4 separate regions of the Sus scrofa genome follow, and all the other regions are linked to region 1. Evidence: chromatin contacts called from public HiChIP or PLAC-seq data. All regions are on one chromosome and are shown on one strand. Each heading gives the region's core, a stretch centred on a gene start, on an enhancer-like site or on the middle of the called end of the contact. The rest is flanking DNA. Distances are from core to core; before and after follow the strand shown.

Region 1 (4,109 bases), core at 1,014-3,513:
GAAATCCCAGCTCTTGCAGGGTTGCTGATGCAAGGGGAGAGAGCATGAAACTCACCCACTTGTAAAGGACTCAGATGAAGAGAGACAACTGCACATCTGTTTGCATCCATTAGCGAGAACTAGGCACTTGGTCCCAACCCAACCCAAGGAGCTGGGAAGTGTCGCAAGGGAAATCATGGACTATTGGACAACCTGCACATCTCTGTTGTGCTGCTGGACAAACATAATCCATTCAAGTAAATAGTGCAGTCATAAATTAATATAGCCATAATTGGAATGCAGGAGCCCTGGGCAGTTCTACTTGAGGAATCCAAGTGTCTGATCATGCTGACATCCTATCTTCGACAAATGCATGAACTGATAAACTCTCAGTGATATGTAGACCCAAAGCCTGGCGCTGCATCCTAAGCAATGATTTGTGTAATTAACATAAGGCAGTTGTGGGGGAGACGCGTGAATCTTCCTTCTTCGCATGCTTTCTCTCTTTTTTCTTCTTCTTCATTTTTGCCATGCTGCAACATATGGAGTTCCAAGCCAGGAATAGATCGGAGCTGAGCTTGACCTCGCTGAACTGTGGCAAAGCAGATCTTTAACCCACTGCGTAGACTGGGTAACCGTGTCCTGGACTGCCGATCCTCTCGTGCAACAGCAATTGAAATCTTTCTCTTCGCTCACTGTCCTTGTAGTCTTTGATAATTCTAGATGTTGGAGGAGTTGAGGAAGTCCCACCCTTCAGAGCTCCACATGTGAAAAGAAAAGTTATAACTGGATCTCATCATTGTCATTTCTGTTTGGCGAAAAGAGGATAGTGTATTAACCCACAGGGAAGAAGAAACCAGTATGTCAGAGAGCTTCCTGGAGGAAACCTTCTTTTCAACATTCCTGATTGGGCAGTGGTCTCACTGTTCGCTTGGAAATAAAGACAGAAATTCACCAGCAAAAGCTAAAAACAGAACGGAGATGTTTATTAAATATGATTTGAGGTGAGAATAAAAAAATTTAAAACCTTCTGATACATTTCTCCTAGAGTTCTAAGTTTTTATTCACTGCCTAAACTAGAAGGTGCGATCTCATCTTCAGGTAAAGAACGGCAGTGGAAGTTTCAGGGGCTTACCAGTCTTTGTGGACAGGAATGGAGGGCAGAGCCTGTGCTGACCCACAAGCCATCTCAAGGTAATGCATTATACTATCGGCCCTTTGAGAATCACCCATGTTCTTCCAGCCCTCAGTTGTGGGTGCTTTGCCACATGAGAAGGCATGGCCTGGAGTTCCTTCTGTGGCTCAGCAGAAATGAACCTAACTAGTATCCATAAAGATGCGGGTCAATCTCTCACTTGCCAGTGGGTTAAGGATCTGGCGTTGCCATGAGCTGTGGTGTAGGTCAGATGCGGCTCAGATATGGCATTGCTATGGCTGTGCGTAGGCTGGCGGGTGCAGCTCGGATTCAACCCCTAGCCTGGGATTTCTATATGCTGCAGGTGCAGCCCTAAAACCAAAAAAAAAAAAAAAAAAAAGGGAGAGAGAGGAGAGAGAAGAAGGCATGGCCTCCAAGCTTCGCCCTATAGCTAGAGCCACCTATCTTCATTCAAACTGAGCAATTTAAATATTGGCATTCCCTCCAGAAAAAGATAGAGGGGATCTGGACTTTGTGAGCCCATTTATCTCTCAACTGGTTAAGCAGTGGTCGCTTGTAGATTTTCTGCTGTAGTTGCTACCCCTGCAAGCTTCTTTCCTGGAGATGGAGGTTCTGAGACTGGTGGTTCCTCATCATTCTTGTCCTTGTGATGGTCCATTTGGTTCACTGCCAGGCCAAAAAATGACTTCTGTACTGTGAAAACTCTCATGGCACAGACTATTTTCAGGAAGAGAAGTCACACTGTGTGGGCATGTACTTACCCTGGCTGCTCTCTTTGTCTCCAGGCTGTGACCTCCAGCCATCACACATGGCCTTTCCAGTTACTCTGTAATAGCTTTTTTCCCTTTACCATTCTTCTCCCCAAATTGCACAAAAGGTCTCCAGTCCTCTGTTTGTTTACTCTGGCCCTTCAAGTAAGGTTTATTCTAGAGAGATGTCTCTGTGTCCATTTTTCTCTATGAAGTGCCTGAAACACACACACACACCCTTTTATTTACAATATATAAACATCATGTTAAAGAGTAGACTTGTTTCATCAGCCTTTGCTGTGAGTCAGTCTTAGGTTATGTCTGTACATAGGCAAGAACTACTTGAACGTTTAAACTCTGTCAACAGAATCAGGAAGTATAGAAACAGACTCTGTACTTGGCAGGGTGGCGGTCCCTGTACATAGGGAACTGGGTAAATATTATTACCTAGAGATGAATGACCTAAGCTTGAAGGGAAGGCCCAGACACTGAAACAGACAGAGGAAACATCCTTTCTTAATGGCTAATGAAGCTGAAAGAGAAAACATTTCTTTTCCTCTAGTTTCCCTGAGGTATAATTCATGAATAAAACTGTAAGAGACAAGTGTATGATGTGATGATTTGACATTGAACTCAGAGAATCAGAGTATGGGGATGCTGGGGTGGGGATGGTGGTGGTGGTGGGGAAATGGGGGTAACTTAATAAAAGGGCACACGTTATCATGTATAAGATGAATAAAGTCTGAGGAGCTAGTGTAAAACATTACACTACAGTTGATAATATGGTATCATATAATAGAGACCATTGCAACTCAGTGTCAGAATAGGAGTGTGGGCTGGAATTCCCATCGTGGCTCAGTGGTTAAGGAATCGACTAGGAACCATGAGGTCGTGGGTTTGATCCCTGCTTGCTCAGTGGGTTAAGATCTGGCGTTGCCCTGAGCTGTGGTGTAGGTCACAGATGTGGCTCGGATCCGTGTTGCTGTGGCCCTGGTGTAGGCCGGTGGCTACAGCTCCGATTAGACCCCTAGCCTGGAACCTCATATGCTGCATGAGCGGCCCTAGAAAAGGCAAAAAGACCAAAAAAAAAAAAAAAAAAAAAAAAAGAAAAGAAAAGGAAAAAAGTGAAGGCTAGTGATGGAGCTGGGATCTCTAAGTAGCTGAACTAAACAACAAACAAACAAACAAAAAAAAACCAGGTGTAATTAAGATTGAGAAATAAAATAATAAACTGGGAAAGCTGATTTAAAAATTGTAGCTGTGTCCAGCTAGTTTAAGACTGGCTACGCAGTCATAGTATTTTTTGCAAGCTAAATTTTTATTCTGTCTATTTCTATCGCTGCCTAATCTGAAGCCCGAGGGGCACAGGAAAACCATTATAAACTTTCAAGTGGGCACGAGGTGGCTCAGTGTCAAGCTTGTCTCCCACACATGACAGCGCTGAGCAGGGGCAGACAGGACCAGGGCTGTGGGCGCCATCAGCTCATGAAACAGCCCCTTTAGAGCATGATGGAAGCCATGCACATTCCTGGGTCTCAGCCAGTAATAAAGCCAAATAGTGAAACAGTACGGGTCCATTTGTGAGAAAATGCCTGTAGGAGGAATTCTTGAGGGACTGCTTTGCCCCTGTGGATGGGAATGTATTCTAAGTACCGTCAAATATAGTTATTTCATTAATATCACTATTGCCTTTGCCATAGGTCTTTTGACTCATTCTGGTTTTTGCATTATTGCTGGTTAGGGGTCGTTCTAAGCTTCAGAAATTGACGATGAAGCGAAGAACATTCTCCCTTGCTGCTTTTCATTTTGTCTCTCGAAAACTGGGTTCTCTTAGTTTACTAACGAAGGATTCTTTTTCTGCAACAGGAGGATCTGGTAACTGACTCAGTCATATTTTCCCATAAAGGGCAACATGAGCTGTCCTGAGATTTATTTTTAGATACTGGATTAGTCCTAGAATGTGAGTTCTGCACTGTGGGAAAGAATGACACGACCCCGCCAAGATATGAACTCTGCTTTCTGTCACCATGGTTACATTTGATCATCCTAACTTGCATACTTGGAATCCAAAAGAATAAATCTGAATAACACCCTCTATAGAGGACAGGCATCAACATACAAAATATATTGTCCTTTATATGAGCAAATATCAACCATGCATGGACTGTAGGACAAACATGTCTGCCGAACAAAAAGGAGTAGAGAAGAAAACTTGGACTGGTCTT
Region 2 (4,109 bases), core at 716-3,215, 200 kb after region 1:
CCAGGCTAGTGGTTGAATCGGAGCTATAGCTGCTGGCCACAGCCACAGCAACTCGGGATCTGAGCTGCATCTGCAACCTACACCACAGCTCATGGCAACTGCGACCTGCACCACAGCTCACCGCAAAGCTGGATCCCCAACCCACTGAGAGAGGCCAGGGATGGAATCCGCATCCTCATGGACACTAGTCAGGTTTCTGAACATCTGAGCCACAATGGGAACTCCCAGACCCATGGTCATTTTTGAACATGGCCTTGACTAGCCCAGAGTGTGCCTTCGTGGAATTAGAAACGGCACTGCCCTTGGGACTGTGCAAGGTTGGGCAGGCTGGAGGTACCCACGTGAGGAACTGTTCATCAGGAGGCTCCCCCGGGCTGTTCACATGGTGCGTGCAGAGTTGGCTGCCCTCTAGGCATCTTTGTGTGAAAATAAAGGTGAATTGAGTGAGACAGCGGCCTCGCCTCATCCTCTGAATTAACATCCACTTGTAGCACAGATTGCAGAGCTTGGGAGCTCTGGCTTTGTCCCCGCATCGATCTCCCTGTGACTTTCATGCGTTGCTTCCAGTTCTGTGAACTTGAGAGGATGAGGTAAATGCCAGTGCCTTTTTGATACAACAATCATTCGGTATTTGAAGAGAGAGAACTATCACACTGCTGCCGAAGGCTTCTCTTCAGGGAAACTCTCATTCTTTGGGGAAAGGACCTGCTTTTGAGACTCTGATTCGTTCTCTCCCCTGAAGATGGAGGCTGTTTTTTTTTATCTCCTCTCTGATCAGAGCAAAACCCTCCATGTGTGTTCTGGTTCATGAGGTAGACATTTCCTTTGCAGCACATTTACTGTATTGCTATGAATGAAGGCAAAGATAGATGCATTATTTATTTATTTATTTATTTATCTTTGCCCGCTGCATTACCCAATTGTCAGCTAAAACCTTCAGGCTCGAGGCGCTTCTCGTTATGTACAATTTAGTAGTTTCAATAACCAAAGAATTCAGGACTTTTTCTTTATCCCTGCTTTTTTTTTTTTTTTTTTTAACATCGTGTTTGCTTGTTATTCAACCGATGTTAGCATGCTTATCCTCAAATAGTGGGCCATCTACTCTTTGTGCATATTTTTCATGTTTTTATCATACAAGCACCAATATGAATAATCAATCCTTTTAATTTCCTTTGCATCATTTAGACTAAAGCCTCAGTTCGTTTTCATAGCGTTGGCACAGCGTGAGGCCACCTTGCGTTTTTTTCCTTTTTATGCATCTTTTGCTCCCAGAGCTGCGTTCATACATCAACTAGATTTTCCCGCCGCTTTTGGCTGGTGCCAGCAGTGGCATCACTGTGTCAGCTAGAGCGAAGCTTTCTGCGTGTACCAAGCATCTTACGAGCAGCTTTACATCTCTTGGGAAACTCCAAGTGCATTAGAGTGTGGCGCATGCTTTTCTCAGAGACAGGACAAGGAAGCCGGGAAGCAACCCTTGACACGGAGGGGCATTGCCTCGTGGCCACTCTACCTTGCTTGGTGACACTTCCTGTTTAGCTACTAAATAGAAGAGCTCAAACATATCAAATTAAAGTGTTTGATTTTACCCCAGGAGACATGGCTCCTTGTGACCTAGCGAAACAAGTTTATGGGTTGGCACGAACTGTTTCGCTGCTTCCAAGGAAACTAATACATTTGAAAAGATTCAGTGGTGAGGCCCATGTGTGAAGAGAGTTTTAGGGAAATGCAAAGCAAAGTGGATGAGAGGTCCTAAACCTGAGGTCCCTTGAAAGACATCAGATCCTCCATGGCTTGATCTAAGGGACGATGACCATCTTTTTTTTTTGTGTTTAGTTGGTAAAGCCCCATCTCCCTAGCAGGGTAGGCAAGCATTTAAGGCTAGAAGTGGAGTCCCCTCTCCCCTGGCTTAGTCTCCTTGGGTTTGCTCTGTTCTAGGCTGCCATCTGGTGGTCATGAAGGATCAACCAGTTACCCCGTCAGGGAAAAATTCCACCAAAGCAAAGGCATGGCCATTTTGTGGTTAGCTCTTGCCAGTAAATATGCCACAGGATTATTTATTTTCATTTTCTCGTGTGCATAAATCAGAGTGGCAGTCTGAACTTGACCACGCTTATCACAGTCTTTAAAAATACTTCAAGTATTTTGACCTAGTGCTACCATTTTCAAAAATATATTTCAAAGAAAGGCATGCAGACAGATTTATGTGTCAGCATGTTCCACCAAGTGTAATTTATAATGGCAATTTTGGAACTAATCCAAATGTTCAAAAATCAGGATTGTTAAAATTAGAGTGTTTCATTCCATGGTGCGCTCATACTTTAGAGTAACGTTTAAAGACATGGGAAAATGTTTATGATAGATTATGAAGTGAACAAAACCAATGAAAACTCCACGATCCTGGTTTTGCTTTTCTGAATATTTCCTCCTTTCAAAGTCATGAAAATGTAATACTTTTGGAAGCAGAAAGCCAAAAAAAAATCATAGCAAATATATAAATATGGTTACATGCACAGCAGTGTATCTGTACCAACTTTTTTCAAAGTAACAAGTCCTTTAAGATATCTCTCCTGAAACTTTGTTCAGTAAACATGTTCCTATAGAAAAATCGGTGCAAAAGGTCATGAACAATTGCCTCACTGTTCTGATGATCTTAAGTAATAATCCAGGAAGCTTGAGCCTGCAGCTGCCACTTGAAGTTTGCTAATGGGTCTCGTGGTGGAGACAAAAAGCATGTTATTTCTTGCATGACCCTTGACTCATTAACTTGTTCTAAGGCTTATATTTTGCTTCTAGGGGTTGTTGGTGGGGCTGTGGAAGAAGATGCTGTTTAAATCACTGTGCAGCGTGTGCCATCACCGGGGCTCAGTTTTATAATTGGACAGAGTCCATTTAAAGCTTTTTCGAGATGTAGCTTTGAGATTTTTCTCTGTACCCTGCACAGGTATAAATAGACTGCTTTGCTGGCTTCGCTGGGAGATTTGCCCAGAAAGAGAAGGTTAAAGGGATCTCACAGGTTTTCTTAAATAGGAGCATCTGCCCTTGGCTCTTGGGAGCAGCCACGGGGCGAGCCAAAGCCACCTAGGTGTCCCTTTCATGGGGTTTTACATTTCATAGCTGTTTGCTTAATAAACTCGGGCGCAATTTCCACATACATGGTTAACATGCTCTCAGGCACCAGGTGGCAGGTCCAAGAAGAGGAAGATCATTTTCAGAGCTCCCCGCTGGCTCAATAAACACTTTCCAGTTCTCCTAATGAGATGGTGAACCTCTTTTTATCATTTAGCCCTGGGCTCAACAAACCTCTCATGGATGTTACCGGAGCAGTTTATAATTTCCACTTTTATTAGTGTCAACACCATTGCTGTTAGATTGACAAACAGGAATTCAACTAATCCTTCAGCTTTACAGTTGGAAATAGATCCCCTTCTGTATCTTTTACTGCATGAATTCTGCTAAATTCCTGGCTGGGCATAGCCAGTGTTGCTACGTAGTCATTTTCAAAGAAATAGGAGTGAAATCTGAGTGTTGTACATTAACCTATGTGTGTTTTTAAAACAGGTGCCAAGATAAATTGACTTATTCCTCTGACTGCTGTCTCACTTGGCTGGAAATATGAGTGTGTGCAGTAGACTATGGTTAAGTGAATGTAAAACATTTTAAGTTATCGAGTAGTTCTTCCTCTCCCGTTGGTCACGTTTCAGGAAGGAATTCAATAACTACCCATTGGCTGCTTTTCTGTATTGGTGGTGTTTTCTTTTCTCTAAGTAAAACATTCTCAAAATAACATTCCCTGGGAGATAGGATTCAATGCACACATATTCACTTTATCCATAGCCCTTTGTATATAACACAAGTCATGTTCTAATGTCATCAAGATTTTTAAGATAAAGTGGATGGAGGAGATTAGTGCCAAAGTTACAGAAAATCAAGGACAGAGAATTTGCTTTTCAAAGTTAGACCTTTTTTTTTGCGTGTGTGTGTCTCTTTGCCTTTTCTAGGGCCACTTCCTGCAGCATGTGGAGGTTCCCAGTTTAGGGGTCCAATCAGAGCTGCAGCTACTGGCCTACGCCAGAGCCACAGCAACGTGGGGATCTGAGCCGAGTCTGCGA
Region 3 (4,109 bases), core at 510-3,009, 200 kb before region 1:
ATATCTCAATAAAGCTGTTATTAAAAAGGACCTGCCAACACCACACTCAAAAATGTTTCTAGGGAGTTCCCTCTGTGGCTCAGTGGTAACCAACCTGACTAGTATCCATGCGGACATGGGTTTGATCCCTGGCCTCGCTCAGTGGGTTAAGGATCTGGCATTGCCGTGAGTTGTGGTGCAGGTTGCAGATGCGGCTCAGATCCCGCATTGCTGTGGCTGTGGTGTATGTCAGGAGCTATATCTCCCACTGGACCCCTAGCCTGGGAACCTCTATGTCCCACAGGTGCAGCCCTAAAAAGACAAAACAGACAAACAAAAAACACCACTAAAACCAAACAGAATGTTTCCAGATGAAATGACATGATGCCTGGGATTTCCTTCACAATAATCCATTATTGGGAACTAAGGTTCTAGATGAAACAAGACTGGCTGTGATTTGATAATGGTTGAAGCTGAGGTAAAGGTATGAGGAGATTTGTTTTACTCTTTTCTCTACATTTTTTTTTTTTTTTTTTTTTTTTTCTGTCTTTTCCAGGGCTGCACCCGCGGCGTATGGAGGTTTTCAGGCTAGGGGTCTAATCGGAGCTGTTGCTGCTGGCCTACACCACAGCTACAGCAACTCCAGATTTGAGCCATGTCTGAGACCTACACCACAGCTCACAGCAATGTCGGATCCTTAACCCACTGAGCAAGGCCAGGGATTGAACCTGCAACCTCATGGTTCCTAGTCGGATTTGTTAACCACTGAGCCACGACGAGAACTCCTATTTTATCTACATTTTATATTTTACATAATAAACATTAACAGTGTATTTTTTATTTAAGTACCTTTGGTTCTAGGGTAGTTATTAGCAGGTCATAAACATGAGAATCAGAATGGCTTGATTAATAGCATGACTCTGGAGGAATTCTTCATATTTTAAATCCTAGCTTTGCTGTGTGACTCTGGGCAAGCCATGTCACTTCTTTATACCTCAGCTTCCTCATCTATAAAATGGAGGCATAAGAGTTCCCATTGTGGCTCAGCAGGTTAGGGACCCGACATAGTCTCAGTGAGGATGCAGGTTTGATATGTAACTTCACTCAATGGGTTAAGGATCCGGAGATGCTGCAAGCTGTGATGTAGGTTGCAGATGTGGCTTGGATCTGGTGTTGCTGAGGCTGTGGTATAAGGCTGGCAGCTTTAGCTCTGATTCATCCCCTAGCTTGGGAACTTCCATGTGCTGCATGTGTGGCCATACAAAGAAAAGGGGAAAAAAAAAAAATGGAGGCATAAATCACCTACCCGGGATGTTATAAGGATTAAATGAGTTAATATTCACAAAATAATTGGAACACTGATACTTAGTAAGCATTATGTGTATTTATTTTTTCATTAAAAGGAATAAAGGGATACTGGTTGCAACCCATTAAACTGACTTATGTCAAGGAATTCAGTTTTGGTAACATTACTGCCTTCATGGAGCTTGGCTGTTTCCTTCTCAAAACCTGCTTCATTTTATGTTTCTGGTAGCTTGTGCAGGGGGATGATGTTTGCACCGGCACCTCCATCATCTTGCTCCCCTGAGTGTGGGTGTCCTCTGTGAAATGAAATACCTTGTTTTGGGTATTTTCACTCACTCAAGTGAAACGCTTTTGATCGACCACACATAGTTGATCACAAACAGAATGAGTTCTTCCCTATTTTTAAAGAACTTTTATCTTTCCTCTCCTCTCGCTTTAAAATTGAGAATATGCTTTCGCTTTTGCTTTTGAAACATCCACACTTGCTACACATCTACAGAGAGACAAGAGCTGTTGACATGCCCAAAGGAAAGTGCCGATCAGATGCTAAAGCAGATGAGGCACTGATGGTCGGCCTGTCCTCCTCAGCTTGCTGTTCCCAGACACTTAGCATCATTTGTCAGATGCTCTGGGAATGCATTTCTATAGACTGCGTTGAAATCGGCAAGTTCCCTCGGGCTGCTGTTCAGTGCCACCTAACACTTGCAGCTGACCCTGGCAGCATTTTCCTGCCTGCAGTGGAGTGGGAGGAGATAGGAGATAACTGTGCTTCTCAGACGTCATTATGTTAAGTGTTTCCTGCTTTGATGCTTGAAAATGCTCTCTCTGCCCTGCAAGCACGTGATAACTCTAGTTAGAGGGCCAGGTACAGAGTTCCTTTTCTCTATATCGATGGGTACTTTTGGGGTCATTTGTTCTTGTCAGGAAAGATTTTCCCTGCCTTTTCCTCCGTGGCTGAAGCATGACTCTTGGTTCTAACTCTGACCTTGGGTTGGGTCCATGGATGACCTCTGTGGAGATACTCTTGACTTTGCAAAAGGAGGCATCAGTGTTTCCTTGCCACCCACTAACTCACTTCTCACCCACTTTAAAGTCCATGAAGGCTAGACATGCCTCTGTTCCTCTAATTTTTCAGTAAGCTTTGATTGATTTTCCAATACATGTGGAATACCTGCACTCAAGGCTTTGGGGTCTCCACAAAAATGAAGAAAAGAAGAAGTAGGAAAGGTGGTTTTTGTCTTTGGGGAAGACCAATTTTCTAGTTGGAGAACTAAAACGTACGTGTAAAATTCTCATGGCAAATGATCTAAGTGTTCAGTGTCCTAAAATACTTTTCTTTCTTGCTTGTAACATGTATGACATTCACCAGGCACGGTCATTTTCCATGTGCAATAGAAACTTCCCCTATCTTTCATTCTACTACTTCTATGTTTGAATCCTCCTGTGTAGGAAGCAAAGCTCTTTATTTTGATGCTTCTGTGTCCTTCACCCACCCTGACACACGCTCCACCTCCCTCATTTCCTTCCTTCCTTCTTCTGATTCTCCTTCCCTCCTTCCCTCTCTCTCTCCCCTCTCTTCCTTTCCTGGTATCTGGATTGAGGTAAAGATTTTATGTGAAGCATCGATATACTTAGGCTTACTCTTTTGGGTTTATTAGACCAGCACCACTTCACATCGACTCCCAGCTGCATCCCGGCAGGTGGTGAAGCAGGAGATGAGCCCGAAGACAAGAGCCAGGTCATATGATGTAGCACTTGTTTGGCAAAATAAGTTTGGATTTTATCCAGAAGGTAACAAGTGGTTATTTATTGAATATTTACTATAGGCAGGCACTGTTCTAGGCACTAAGGATATAGCAGTCAGATGGGGTCCTTACTTTTCAGGTGCTTATATTCCAGCGGAGAATAATGAACATAGGAATAGGGAGTGATACGCGTTATGAAGAAGGTAAATAGCGTATTGTTAAAGAGAGCGCCTAGCGTTGGGGATGGTTGTTCTAGTTAGAGTGGTCAGATCACGCCTTTCTGAGGTGATGACATTTGAGGTGAGGGCTGAAAATTAGAAAGGAGGAAAGCTATTCTAGGCATGAGGAACAGCAGATGCAAAGGATCTGAGATGAAAGCAAGTTTGGCACCTTTAGGGAGAGAGAAGAGGGCAGAGTGGTTGGACCACGGTGCTGGGTGATGAGCAGAGTGAGATGAATTCGAAGAGTTTAAAGGGTGGCCAGGAGTACTTTTGTGGGAGCCATGCCTCCCAGACTCTGCTTCTCCTCCTGGCTGTGGGTCTGCTGGTTGGTGGTAACTGTGGCAGAAGGTAAGGGGTTTGTTTTTATTCTACTATGGATCCACTAATTAATAAGTTGTGTGAAAAGAAAATTTTGGCTCTGCGATTATACATATCCATGGATTGGGATTATTTACGTTGGCTCCCGTCAGCCTGTGTGGTTAAGGAGAAAGAGGCTGAATTTTATCATCTGAAGACCTTGGTCCTAGTCTCCGCCCTAGCTCTGCGATTTTAGATGCCCCTAACCTCTCTGCCAGTATTAGGGGGGTTGTGAGGACCAAATGAGCTCTCATGCAAGAAAATCTCTTTGGGGAGTTCCTGTTGTGGCACAGTAGAAATGAATCCCACTAGTATCCATGAGGACGTGAATTCCATCACTGGTCCTGCTCAGGGCATTAAGGATCCAGCATTGCCATGAGCTGTGGTGCAGGTCACAGGTGTGGCTTGTATCCTGCATTGCTGTGGCTGTGGTGTAGGCCTGCAACTCCGATTTGACCCCTAGCCTGGAAACTTCTATATGCCACAGGTGCGGCCCTTTAAA
Region 4 (4,109 bases), core at 858-3,357, 140 kb after region 1:
GTAAGTATGAGCTAAGCTGATTGAAAAGCACAGTTCAGACTAAAAGGTGAGCCTGAAGGAATATTCTAGGCACTGCAGACAGATGACAATGTGTCTGGAGCACAGAGACCTGTAGGATGTGCACAAGCAGGCAGGGGCCAGGTAAAGACCATGTTCAAGGTGTGACGGCAACTGCTCAGGAGGATGAATTAAGGACTTCCTTCACCTCGCAGAAGAGCGCAGCGAGAACTGAGAATAAATAAATGCTAGCTGGCCAGCTTTGCACCCTCTCCCCTGCTGCCCGAAGCCCCCAGGGCCCCAGGAAGGAGGAGATGGAGGCAGCAAACCCACAGGTCAGCTCCCTGACACCATGGACCATTCCTAACCCAGGTCTGCTACGGAGAAGGGCTGACGTTTCTCTCCGCAGAGGAAGGAAAGACCTGTGTTTGTAAATCAGGTACCACCACAGTCCCCCAGCAGATCTGCCCCTGAGTTCAAGGATAACTGACTATGCTGTTGTTGCCAAGACTCAATAGTTGATTGAATAGTTGTCTGCACCTATTCATCCGCCCTTAACCAAAACTCTACTAAGTCAGTGGTTCAGTCTCCTCGCTATTCCAAGGGCAAAGAATTTGGGCTCATGTTTTGTAAATAGTACATGAAGGTCCATATTTTGGTTGACATTTTGGTTCAATCCCCAGGGAAAGTAGCCAAAAATAGTGAAAGTATAACAACAACAACAAAGTACTAGTTATGAAAACAGTGGTCTGGGAATTTTGTATTAAATGAGCTGCAATATTAATATTTCCCATTAACATTTGGCAAAACCAGGAACTCAAATATCTCTCAGTGATGTGGAGAACACCCTGTGGTTGCCAAGGGGGTGGATGGGGGGAGTGGGGTGGACTGGGAGTTTGGGGTTGGTAGATGCAAACTATGACATTTAGAATGGATAAGCCATGAAGTCCTGCGGTATAGCACAGGGAGCTATATCCAATATCTTGATGGAAAATAATATTTAAAAAAGAATGTACACATATGTATGGCTGAGTCACTTTGCTGTACAGTAGGAACTGGAACAACATTGTCAATCAACTATACTCGAATTAAAAACGTTTAAAAAGGTCATGTAAATGGAAAACCATATCTGTCAGTGAATTATGGATTACTGAGGATCTACTGGGTGTAGCATGCATAGCAGGAAAAAAAAAAGGAGCAGAAATGTACATGATGGGGAAAAGAGAGGTGACTGTTGGAGCTCTCAGATCCCATGATGCATGGGAAATAGGAACTTTCTAAAGTGGAAGCGCTAATCCAACCAAACTTCAGGATAATAAGAGCCCAGGCCAGGAAGCCAGAGGACCCACTGGATTCTAGTGGTAAGTCTGTCATTAACGATCTGTGTGACCCTGGGAAAGCTGGTTTCCCTCTCTGAGCCTCTATTTCCACATCTGCAAGATGGTGATGGTGAGGGAGAAGGAGAAGGATGTTTGTATCAGTCGCTAAGATCTTTTGCACGTGAAACATTTTATGATTCCATGCCTCTAGACCTCGACTGTCTAATACAGTAGCCATTAGGCATGCGTGGCTACTTAAATTTGTTAAAATGAAGTCACATGAGAAGTGCCATTTCTTGGTTATACTGTCACATTTCCAATGCTCAAGAGCCAGAGGCAGCTGATGGCTAATGAACAGGCTCGTGGAGAAAGAGAACATGTCCTTTATCACAGAAGGTTGTATTGGACAGCTCTGCTTTTCTTTGTAAAAGACACTTGAGAAGTCTCATATGAAGTTACTGATTTTCTTGTAAAATAAATTAACTACTGCTGGGATGAAGACAACTACTGAGAGCTGACATTTATTGAGCTCTGCCATTGCTGGAATTGCAGCAATTAGGTTCTTTTGAGTTAATCGTCACAGCAATCCTCTGAGATAGGTACTGTTATTTTCTGCATTTTAAAAATGAAGAAGAAAACAAGATTCAGAGTGACTCTATGCATTGTTCAGAGCCATGTCCTAAAAGTGGCAGAGCTAGGCCTTGAGCCCACTGACTGTTGTAATCCAGACTCAAGATGTTTCATCCTGGCCCCAAGCTTGGCCTCTGGTCTTGGTGTCATATGGCCAAGCCTCATGTATTCCTCATGATCCCCCTGTGGCCACTGGTCCTTTGCACATGCTTTCTATAGCATGCCCTCTCACTCCTTCTTTGTTTGGCAACTTCTTAAAATAGAACTAAATATTACTTCTCTATTTGGCAAAATAGTTACCCTATCAGCTTTTAGTTTCCATTACGCTCCATTCAAGCCTCAAACATGGAGCCCACCAGGCTGCATTATAGTATCTGTTTGCCAGTCTGGTCACCCACCAGACTGTTAGTGCCTTCAAGACGAAGGGTGTGCCCAGTACCCCCAGTCTAAAAAGGGTGCTGAGTCAATATTTGCTAAATGAAATGTCACAATGTCTTTCTTTTTTTTCTGGTCTTTTTGCCTTTTCTTGAGCCGCTCCCATGGCATATGGAGGTTCCCAGGCTAGAGGTCTAATTGGAGCCGAAGCCACCAGCCTACGCCAGAGCCACAGCAATGAGGGATCTGAGCTGCGTCAGCGACCCACACCACAGCTCACGGCAACGCCAGATCCTTAACCCGCTGAGCAAGGCCAGAAATAGAACCCACAACCTCATGGTTCCTAGTCGGATTCGTTAACCACTGTGCCACGACGGGAACTCCCCCGCAATGTCTTTTTAAGATTGTGTTGCCACCTTTTCCAACCTCTCCAGCCTATCTAGATGATTTCCATTTGTGGTGGAACTTGCAGCTTAGATGCATTCATTATTTGCAGGCAGAGGGCTCCAGGGCCCTCAGGCAGGAAGCAAAGTTAAATACATACACTCAGGCATACGTCCATAATCATTTTGCAGACAAGTAATTCTTCCCAAGTCCCTTGGCAAGCAGACTGTCATTTGCAAGGCAGGAACTATGGACACTTGCTACCAAATCTGGTGCAGTTCTGTCCAGGCCTGGGCAGAGCACCGGGCTACTCGTCCATGGTGTCAGGGGCCATTCAGAAACACCGCAGGCCAACAGGCTTCAGCTGGGCTGCTATCTTGCTTCAAGCCCCTTCCCTCAACAGTACTGCAGCAGCTCTATAAAGCGATGTTAAAATTTATTCCCAAGGGTCTTGGTGCAGAGTTAAAAAGATACCTGGTCACCCCACACATTCTCCCAGGGAGCAGAACAGCCCACCCTTCTCCCTACCTTGTGGCTGTTCACCCCAGACAGAAAATGGAAGGAAAAAGGTTATTCTTGCCCTCCCTGTCCTCTAAAATCATCCAGGCACCTCTATTTAGAGTCATCTTTTTGACTTCTGCATTTTAAAAAGAGCTCAGGTAGGTCAAAACCTAAAATTAAAAATGAACAAACAACCCCCCCACCCCGAAGAACAAAAAATCCTAATCAATGGACCAAACAACAAAGTCAGATGTATTATCAGAATAAAGTGTAGGGAGAGAAATATTATTTATTAAAGATATCCTGTGTATCAGGATTGTTCTAGGTAAATGAATCTCTTATCATCCAACACTCCTAAAAGGTAATTTTAATGATAATGTTTTACTGATGGAGACAGGGAAGCCCAGAAAAGAAGTGATGAAAAATTGAAAGAGCATGGGTTGAATGACAGAAACATCTGGGTTCAAATTTGGGATCCACGAGTTCTGTGGCTTTGGAGGAATTGTCTGACCTCCTCAAGCCTCTGTTCGCTCATTCATTTAATTTTTAAGTTTTTTATTTTTGCTTTTTAGGGCCACACCTGCAGCATATGGAGGTTCCCAGGTTAGGGGTCGAAATCGAGCTGCAGCTGCACAGCCTACACCACAGCTACAAGAAGTAGAGACCAGTAGCACTAACCTTCCAGAGCTGCGGTAGAGTGGTTTAAGAAAATGCCTCTAATGTGCCTAAACACTGTGGCAGGCATCTTATTAGATTTCATGTTAGTTTCCCTTCCCCTCTGCTTGTGTGCTAGAGGGCAGAGTTGGAATTCAAAAGCAGGATCACAGGCCCCAAACCAAGTTCTTTGCAGATCCATAAGGAGAACTTTTCTGAGCTGCTTCTCCACCATTGTGGTGATAGAAT

Evidence for each region. HiChIP or PLAC-seq counts read pairs in DNA pulled down with a chosen protein or histone mark.
Region 2: an H3K27ac HiChIP or PLAC-seq map of alveolar macrophages shows a contact between it and region 1. The contact joins two enhancer-like sites. A contact is called at or near these places in 1 of 47 Hi-C or Micro-C datasets (epiblast stem cells) and 1 of 2 datasets of contacts at active chromatin or transcription factors (alveolar macrophages).
Region 3: a contact with region 1 is called in an H3K27ac HiChIP or PLAC-seq map of alveolar macrophages. The contact joins two enhancer-like sites. A contact is called at or near these places in 1 of 47 Hi-C or Micro-C datasets (epiblast stem cells) and 1 of 2 datasets of contacts at active chromatin or transcription factors (alveolar macrophages).
Region 4: a contact with region 1 is called in an H3K27ac HiChIP or PLAC-seq map of alveolar macrophages. The contact joins two enhancer-like sites. A contact is called at or near these places in 1 of 47 Hi-C or Micro-C datasets (epiblast stem cells) and 1 of 2 datasets of contacts at active chromatin or transcription factors (alveolar macrophages).

What each region holds. Positions count from the first base shown.
Region 1 is chr8:70,951,730-70,955,838 of Sscrofa11.1, reverse strand. No RefSeq gene overlaps it. Among named protein-coding and RNA genes, the nearest start is that of PARM1, 170 kb to the right of the region's middle. Within about 2 kb of position 2,263, at least 4 of the 83 cell types and tissues checked have an H3K27ac peak or open chromatin away from gene starts, as enhancers often do. A contact at or near this core is called in alveolar macrophages, where this site is marked.
Region 2 is chr8:70,747,262-70,751,370 of Sscrofa11.1, reverse strand. No RefSeq gene overlaps it. Among named protein-coding and RNA genes, the nearest start is that of PARM1, 39 kb to the left of the region's middle. Within about 2 kb of position 1,965, at least 8 of the 83 cell types and tissues checked have an H3K27ac peak or open chromatin away from gene starts, as enhancers often do. A contact at or near this core is called in alveolar macrophages, where this site is marked.
Region 3 is chr8:71,149,266-71,153,374 of Sscrofa11.1, reverse strand. No RefSeq gene overlaps it. Among named protein-coding and RNA genes, the nearest start is that of RCHY1, 30 kb to the left of the region's middle. Within about 2 kb of position 1,759, at least 19 of the 83 cell types and tissues checked have an H3K27ac peak or open chromatin away from gene starts, as enhancers often do. A contact at or near this core is called in alveolar macrophages, where this site is marked.
Region 4 is chr8:70,807,084-70,811,192 of Sscrofa11.1, reverse strand. The region is part of intron 1 of PARM1 (prostate androgen-regulated mucin-like protein 1); the gene reads right to left. Among named protein-coding and RNA genes, the nearest start is that of PARM1, 21 kb to the right of the region's middle. Within about 2 kb of position 2,107, at least 1 of the 83 cell types and tissues checked has an H3K27ac peak or open chromatin away from gene starts, as enhancers often do. A contact at or near this core is called in alveolar macrophages, where this site is marked.